Regions from separate parts of the Mus musculus genome. Here all the other regions are linked to region 3. A link is a contact called in public promoter capture Hi-C data. All regions are on one chromosome and are shown on one strand. Each heading gives the region's core, a stretch centred on a gene start, on an enhancer-like site or on the middle of the called end of the contact. The rest is flanking DNA. Distances are from core to core; before and after follow the strand shown. Region 1 holds the start of Muc13 (mucin 13, epithelial transmembrane). Region 2 holds the start of Osbpl11 (oxysterol binding protein-like 11). Region 3 holds the start of Bex6 (brain expressed family member 6).

Region 1 (2,700 bases), core at 16-2,515, 1.6 Mb before region 3:
GGAGATCTGGTGAGGCCTACCCTCCTCTTAGGACAGCTCTTCTCCCCCAATCTTAAAAGCAGATCAAAAAAAAAATATTGGTCCAGGGAATAAAGAAAGAAGTTTGCTTATGGATAGTATTAAATATCCATTAATGATATTTTTAGGGTATGAAAGGATATGAATATAAAAGTTGAACACATTTTTAATGTTATTTGATTCTCAAAATACTCAATATTATTAATGTGTTTGATGTATAAAATGCATTTAAATAATAAAAAAATTAAGAAGAAAAAAAAGAAAGAAAGAAAAGAAGCCTGCTGCCAAGGCTGGCCGGCTGTGTTCAATCTCACTCAGGGGGTGGGAGGAGAGAAACCACTTTCTGGGAGTTGTCCGATGTCCTCCACATGTATGGTAATTAAATGTAGTAAGAGGTTTCAAAAGCTCCTATCTTGCCATGTATGTTGGCTCATACCTATAACCCAGCACTCCAAGGCAGTTGGATCAGAAGTTCATCTACTGTATGGAGAGTTCAGTTTAACCTTGGTAGCACGAGATTCCATCCCCCAAACAAAGCAAGTCAAGTGGTCCTTTACATTGAACTCAATTTCTCTTCCCCCTTCCACTGCCTCCAATGCCTTATTCCTTTCTTGCATTTGACGTCTAGATCTGGATTTCTCTCAGAATGGGGTGGGGTGGGGGACAAATTCCTTACCTACTCAAACCCAGATAAACTCTCCCTAGTCCAGAAGAAGAACACCTGTAGGGGCTCTAACCCCCACTGGGATTGCTCTTTTTGGCCAGAGATCCCCAGTTTCAAGTGTTGGTGAAAACAGACATATCCCCGACCCCTCCAGGTCTGACTCTCTGATGATCACAGGAACAGATCTAGATCCAGCTTGCTAACCTCATCCTTGCACGACTGAGTCATCTTTATCCAACTTCAGACAAACCTCTGCCCTGCTGTGTCCCAATGTCAGCCATAGACTTCTTTTGCCTCTGCTGTCTTGGGGGTCACAGATGAAAATGTCAGCATCTCCGAGCTGAGCTAGTCAAGAAATGGCCCCAAGTCAAGACTAGCAGCCACTTTAAAAAGTTGTAGGATCAAGCCTGCTGTTTCTGTTTCAGAGACTACGATACCAATTCAACTTATCAAGTTACAGAAGCAACCACAAAATAACAAAAAAGGAGTTTCTTACCCACGGTCACCAAAAGGAGACTGAGAGAGAGAAGCAGGAAGCCTTTCATGGTAGCTGCTCTTGCTTGATAATCCAAGGAGGAAATGTGTCCTCTCCTTCGCTGCCTGGAGTTTTAACTGTCTTTCAAGTCCGAAGTCCACTCATTAACTGATAGAGGCAAAGGCAATTCGTGGTCAGGATCTGGTCTCTGGTCGTACAGCATGGGCTGCTTCCAACCTCAGAGTCAGGTCACTTGAGCCCAGCTTCAGGTTGATATCCTTGACTCAAAGTCCAGGACAACTGTAGAAGTCTGAGTTCTCTTTAGAAATCCTTGCAAGGTCAAAGGTGAGTGTATTCAGCTAATCTCTCTATATCTTGGGAATGGTAGACCTATCGCCTCCCCAGAGCCTACTACTGTCTCTCTAAACACTCAGTAATCTAGCCGAGAACGATGATTGCCTTACCTCTGACCCCTTCTTATTTTGTGTGTGCACACCACAGTGCTCATGTAGCTGCCAGAGGATGGTGGGAAGGGTTGATTCTTGACCCTTCACCATGTGGGATCATGGGATGGAATTCAGGTCATCAGGCTTAGTGGCAGATGCCTTTAACTCTGAGTCATCTTCTGGGCCCTCCCCTCCCCAACTCCCCACCATTTGACTGCAAAGAATTCTATTTTCTCTACCTGCTGTTCCAAGAATACCTGAAAAGTCCTTTCATGTTTTCTCCAACTATTTATGACTTGACTTGTGTCATCTTTTGCTGTGGACTCCCACACTGGGCTTTTCCTAATGGTCACTTCTAGAAACTTCTAGAGCTAACGTTTCCAAGCTTCCCTCCATCTCACATATCACTTTAACTGGACATAGACCCCAGTTGTCATGCTCCTATTAGAAGCAGGCTTGAAGGTTATTGACGGTAGGCTCCCTTTCCCATAACCACCTTGGCCCACCGTCTGTCGTGGGTCCAATTTTAACAGAGGCCAATTTGAAATTCCACAAGCAAAGAGAAAACTTGGGAAGCAGAAGAGACAGACAGATCTCTGTGAGTTCAAGGCCAGCCTACTCTACAGAGAGAGTTCCAGGCCGGCCAGGGTTGCCTAGTTAAGACTGTCTTTAAAAAACAAAACAAAACAATAAAATCAAACAAACAGCAACAGAACAATCACCATGTGAATGGCATCATAGTCACTTTTTAAAAGCATTCCTTCCTCTCTATTAAAAAAAAGGGAAGGGAAGAAGGGAGGTGGGGGTGACAGCTTTGTTGAGGCCCACAAAGAGAAGGAAGGCTGCTTCCTCCTGGCAAAGCAGGCCCATTGTTACTGGTCGATCATTCTGCGCTCAGCTCTGCCTTCTGTCCACGGCCCTGGGTAGAGACAGGGCTTTCTAGAGAAGAAACAAGGCATACCAGCGCCCCTTCTCCTAAGACTTTCTCCAGAGGGGCTTGTCAGTCACCGAAGCAGGACACTGATCTCAGAAGAGCTGTCTGTCTGAAAACTTAGGGGAATAGAGTGAAGTCCTCCTCAATGGGAGTTGGCACAAAG
Region 2 (2,700 bases), core at 22-2,521, 1.0 Mb before region 3:
AAGCGCTGAGTTCCACAGTTTCTGCTCTAAGAGACGTTCAGGCTTGCTTGTAAACAGATTACAACAGAGGCAAAAACCAGAAGTGAGTGTAGAGATAAATCAGAGGAAGAATAAGCCCTTGGATAATCGAGAAAACTCTGGGGTACATTTCTGAATTCCTCAAAGGGCCTCAAAAAATTACCTGTTGAATGAATTTCTGAAGAAAGTCAATCCTGCTCACGAAAGCAGGGTTCTATCTCCAAGTCAGATCATCAGCCGCTTTGGAATTGGCCTTCCAACTGGGATATGCAGACCCCATCACACTCCGAGCCACCCCAGAACATCACTTTGGAGGGCCATACCTGTACTGCCAGCCTTTCGCACTGCCACCGCGGCTGCTGTTGCTGCTGCTACTGCTGATGGCACCCCCACAGCTGCTGTTGCCGCTGTTCTTGTTCGGGGTCACTGCTGTGGCCAAGCCCTCCAGCTTCCCTTCACTCTCGGAGACTTTCATCACCGATGCCGGCTCACCTCCCTGCATCTTAACTCCAAAGTTCATCTGCCCTTCTCGGGCGAGGGACACCAAGTGCAGAGTTATTTTGTAAGTACTTTTCCCCCTTTCTCTCTCTCGTTTTTTTACTCTCAACGGGATCTCAGACCTCGGCTAGAGTGGAAATCGACAGTGGTCCAGAAAAAGAGGACACGCATTTCCACTTTGGTTAAAAGTTTTAAAGAGCACGGGTACCCTTCAGATAGATGCCTCTCCCGAGCAAGAACAAGGAGGACAAATCACCCCGCCAGAGGGCTCGGTGCCACACTCCGAGGAGCAGCCGGGCGGCGCGGGCGAGGTCGCGGATCCTCTGCCTGGGAACGCGGGGCAAGGACGGGGTCCACGGCCCGGGAGCCCCGGAGCCCACGGCCTGACCTCAGGACTCGGGGGTCGGGCCAGCCGCGCCGCTTCTTCTCCTCAGCCGGGTCCTCGGGAGAAAGGGCCCTGTCCAGCCAGCTCCGCGGTTCCCACCGCAGCCCCGAACTGAGCCGGAGCGGTCGCGCGAAGCCCGCGGAGGGTCGGGCAGACGCCGCCGGGCAGGACGCGGGCTCCGAGGCCGCTGAGCTTGGGCCGGAGGCGAGGGGTTCACCGTGGCCTCCTCCGAGAGCGCTAGCCCTGGAGCCCCACGGAGTTCACAGGAGCCGACCGCTCCCTGGAGCTTCCTTAGCCCTAAACGTAAAAGCCAGAGCCAGGGCCCGGGCCGCCGCCCCACCCACAGCCGGTCACCCACCCGCCTGCTAGCTCTCCCCGCCTTCCTTTCCGGTGTCGTGTGAGCTCATTTCCGCTAGCATTGAAGCGGCGGCGCCATCTTTGATTGGGGCAGACGATCCCGAAAGGAGGCGGTGACCGGAGCCTCAAGGGAGAGAAGGAGCTGAAAGAAGCAGTGGGGAAAGAGGCAGCAGGCGGGAGGGAGGGAGAAAAAGGGAATGAAACGGTCTTGCTAAACAGGTCCTATACTCTCTTGGGGAGCCCCATTCCTTGCCTTTTAAGGGAACCTAAAAAAATAAGAATTTACAGAACAAAGTGGGGAAAAATAACTGATCAGTCATTTTTGAGCAACAAAAAACCCAACATGATATTGGACTAAGGTAAATCGTCTTAAAGAAAAGGAAATTGTCTTGGAAATTAGAGCTCTTGGTGATGCTGGAGAAACTTGAAGTAGATTGATATAAAAAGGATTTACTAATAAGCTTACTTAAAAAGGACCAATAACACTGGAAGAAAAGTAGTTTATTGCCACGTTTGTTACAAACTGTAAGAAAGAAAACTTTTACCATAATTGAAGTTTGGGGTCTCTGAAGAAGTTTCTCTTACTGTTTATCCCCTCAGCTTGACCTCCAGTTAGGCTCCACTCCCACAGCAAAAGGAGACAACCTGCCATTATACCCATCAAAGAGCATTCCTAAAACAAGACACAGGGGCAATGCAGGACCACAACCATCTGCAAGGCCCAGCCTGCCATTAACTCTTTGTCTAGGCACAGGGAAAGTTTACCTCTACCAGGTGGGCATGATTAACCTGGGTAACAACTACTTGAAAGAACCACACTGGTGTACTTAAGAAATAATCCTTAGCCGGGTGTGGTGACACACGTCTTTAATCCCAGCACTTGGGAGGCAGAGGCAGGCGGATTTCTGAGTTCGAGGCCAGCCTGGTCTACAGAGTGAGTTCCAGGACAGCCAGGGCTACACAGAGAAACCCTGTCTCGGAAAAAAAAAAAAGAAATAATCCTTGTCTTAGGGTTCTCTGGAGTCATAGAACATATGGAGTGTCTCTATATAGTAAGGGAATTTATTGTAATGACTTACAGTCTGTAGTCCAACTAACCCAACAATGGGCAGCTGTGAGTGGGAAGTCAGGCCTGTGAGGCTAGTATAAGCTGGTCTTCTGTGGAAATAGATTCCAACAGACTTGCTAGCAAGTAAGTACAATCAGTTGAAGAAGAGTGAACCTTCTTTCTTCAAGGTCCTGATGTAGGCCTCCAGTAGAAGATGTGGCTTAGATTAAAGGCGTGTGCCACCATACCTGAACCTAAAACTTGCTTTGTCCCAGGCTGACTTTGAACTCAAAGATTTGCTTACCTCAGTCTCCTAGAATTAAAGGTGTGTGTACCTTGCCTGGGCCTAAGATTTTCATGGCCACTATGGCTCAAGATCTCCATGTCAAGATCC
Region 3 (2,700 bases), core at 67-2,566:
TTGCAGAGTCTTCTGACCTCCACACTTATGCTTTGGCATACATACTGTTCCCAGCACACACACACACACACACACACACACACACACACACACAGACACACACAGACACACACACAGACACACACAGACACACACAGACACACACAGACACACACACACACAGACACACACAGACACACACAGACACACACACAGACACACACAGACACACACACACACACACACAGACACACACAGACACACACACAGACACACACAGACACACACAGACACACATACACACACACACACACCACATACAGAGACACTAATAAAATAAAAGCACAGACACACAATCCCTAAAAATTTTTTTTAATTAAAAATATTTTAATTAAAAAATAGCATACAAAGTAATGGGTGCCATTGTGACCCTGTGTAATTGTGACATTGTTTATATAATTAATTACGATACTATATGTGTGTAATTGTGACACTGTGTTGTAATTGTGACACTGTGAATGAGTGTAATTGCGACATTGTGTGTATGTTACTGTGACATTGAGTGTGTAATTATGACACTGTATGTAATTGTCATGCTGTATATGCAATTGTGACATTGCGTGTATGTGATTGTGATATTGAGTGTGTGTGTAACTGTGACATTGTGTGTGTGTGTAATTGTACTTGGTTCTTATCCACCCCTTGTCACCTATGCCTTGTCTTTGTCCTCTTCTCCAAGAGTCTGGCTGCTTTCATGTCACAGATTTTTCTATCACCCTCTTTTGTCCCCTCCCCCATCTTGCATTCCCCTTTATGCTTTCAAGCTACACACACACACACACACACACACACACACACAAATTTAAGTTGAGAGTCCACATATGCATGAGCATGTGATATTTGACTTTCTGAGTCTGAATTATTTCACTTAACATAGCAATATTTCATTCAGTCCATTCCTTGTGCAAAATGCTATAATTTTGTTCTTTATTGCTCAACAGACTTCCATTGTGTGTATATCACTTTTAAAAATTGCCTCACCTGGGCTGGAGAGATGGCTCAGTGGTTAAGAGCACTGACTGCTCTTGTGAAGGTCCTGAGTTCAAATCCCAGCAACCACATGGTGACTCACAGCCATCCATAATGGAATCTGATGTCCTCTTCTGGTGTGTCTGAAGTCAGTTACAGTGTACTTAGATATACTAAATAAATCTTTAAAAAAAAAATTGTCTCACCTGTTGAACCTCCAAGCTGACTGCATATCTTGGCTATTGTCGGTATGGCATCAGTAAGCATGAACCGACAAGTGTCTCTGGGGTAAGTGTGTGGATTTAGATTCCTTTGGCTGTAAACTCAGAAGTGGTATAGCTGGGTAGTGGTATAACTGGTAGTTCTATTTTTAGATTTTTTTTTTTTGAGGAAACACCACATTGGTCTCCACAGAGGCTGCACCAGTTTACATCCCCACTAGCTCTGTCTAAAGGTTCCTCCTTCCCCAAGCCCTTACTAACATGGGCACATGCCTATAACAGCAGCACTTGGAAGGTACAGGCTAGAAGACTGCTCAATGTTATGCTCGGCTGTTCGGCAAACTTGAGGCCAGCCTGGGCTATAAGAAGCTGTTTAGCTGGACGGTGGTGGCACACGCCTTTAATCCCAGCACTTGAGAGACAGATGCAGGAGGATCACTGAGTTTGAGGCCAGCCCTGTCTACAGAGTGAGTTTCAGGACAGTCAGGGCTACAAAGGCTACAAGGGCTGAGAAATTCTGTCTCTAACAAAACAAAAACATTTTAGAAAACTGTCCTAAAGCAAAATAAAATAAGAAATTATGTCTGACAAAGTATGATGATACATATTTATGAAAATGCCATTATGAAACATATCATATTGTCTACTAAAGTAAAAAATAATTTAAAAATATACTCACTAAGGTTAGATTCTTTTTCTTGCCACATCCCTAAGAATACAGTGTATTAGGCATAGTACAGAAGTATAAAATAGAACAGTATAGGGTAGTTTTAGAACAGAATAGTATAGAAGTATTAGAATGTTTTAGAAATGATTTAAAGTCCACAGGAGGGGCTGGTGAGTCCGTTCAGTGGGTAGAGGTGTTTGCTGCCAAGCCTGATAATCCAGTTCAAGCCCCGGAATTCAAAGAGTAGGCTATAACTGACTCTTGCAAGTTGTCTTCTGACCTACAAACACATGTCTGTGCACACATAATAAATGCAATTTAAACATCTAAAAACATGTGGGCGCCAGTTCTTTCCTTCTACCATACTGGCCACCACAGCACCATTTTCTAAGAGGAACTTGACCTTCCGAGGATGCTGATGCCTTGAAGTGAATCATCTGAAGAGGTAGAGGGATGATTGAACAGCCAACAATCATTTGTTTCCATGCACTGAATAAGCACGAATTTCTGTCACCCGGGAATGGAACCTGGCAGGCAGCAGAGAACTGGGCAGAGCACAGAGTTTATGTGTGGTTTCTTAGTGGGCAAAGCTTTCCAGGGTGGTCTGGAATCCGAGGGATTATGTAGCCTGATCTTTGGGGCAAGCTCAGGGATTGGTGGGATGTTTTTCTTGTTAGGGCAGGGCCTGCCCTCTCTCCGGCTTTGGTACTGGGAATGATTGCAGTTTCAAAATGATGGTCTGGGGGTGATGGGTGGGGTGGGGGTGGTTGTCTGGCCAATTTCTAGCCTTAAGTTACATCTGTT

The links. Promoter capture Hi-C pulls out the DNA fragments that hold promoters and counts their contacts.
Region 1: a contact with region 3 is called in a promoter capture Hi-C map of pre-B cells, with 2.0 times the contacts expected there. The contact joins the promoter of Muc13 here to the promoter of Bex6 in region 3. A contact is called at or near these places in 3 of 39 promoter capture datasets (the HPC-7 cell line, liver and pre-B cells).
Region 2: a promoter capture Hi-C map of pre-B cells shows a contact between it and region 3, with 2.5 times the contacts expected there. The contact joins the promoter of Osbpl11 here to the promoter of Bex6 in region 3.

Annotation. Positions count from the first base shown.
Region 1 is chr16:33,793,054-33,795,753 of GRCm38.p6, reverse strand. Muc13 (mucin 13, epithelial transmembrane) reads right to left here and starts at 1,265. Exons shown (of 12, transcript NM_001382834.1): 1 at 1,179-1,265. The coding sequence starts at 1,227. Gm15658 (a long non-coding RNA gene) reads left to right here. Exons shown (of 3, transcript XR_003951910.1): 1 at 1-9; 2 at 1,108-1,502.
Region 2 is chr16:33,183,642-33,186,341 of GRCm38.p6, reverse strand. It overlaps Osbpl11 (oxysterol binding protein-like 11), which reads right to left and starts at 1,271. Exons shown (of 13, transcript NM_176840.3): 1 at 342-1,271. The coding sequence starts at 538.
Region 3 is chr16:32,178,416-32,181,115 of GRCm38.p6, reverse strand. It overlaps Bex6 (brain expressed family member 6), which reads right to left and starts at 1,316. Exons shown (of 3, transcript NM_001033539.2): 1 at 1,215-1,316.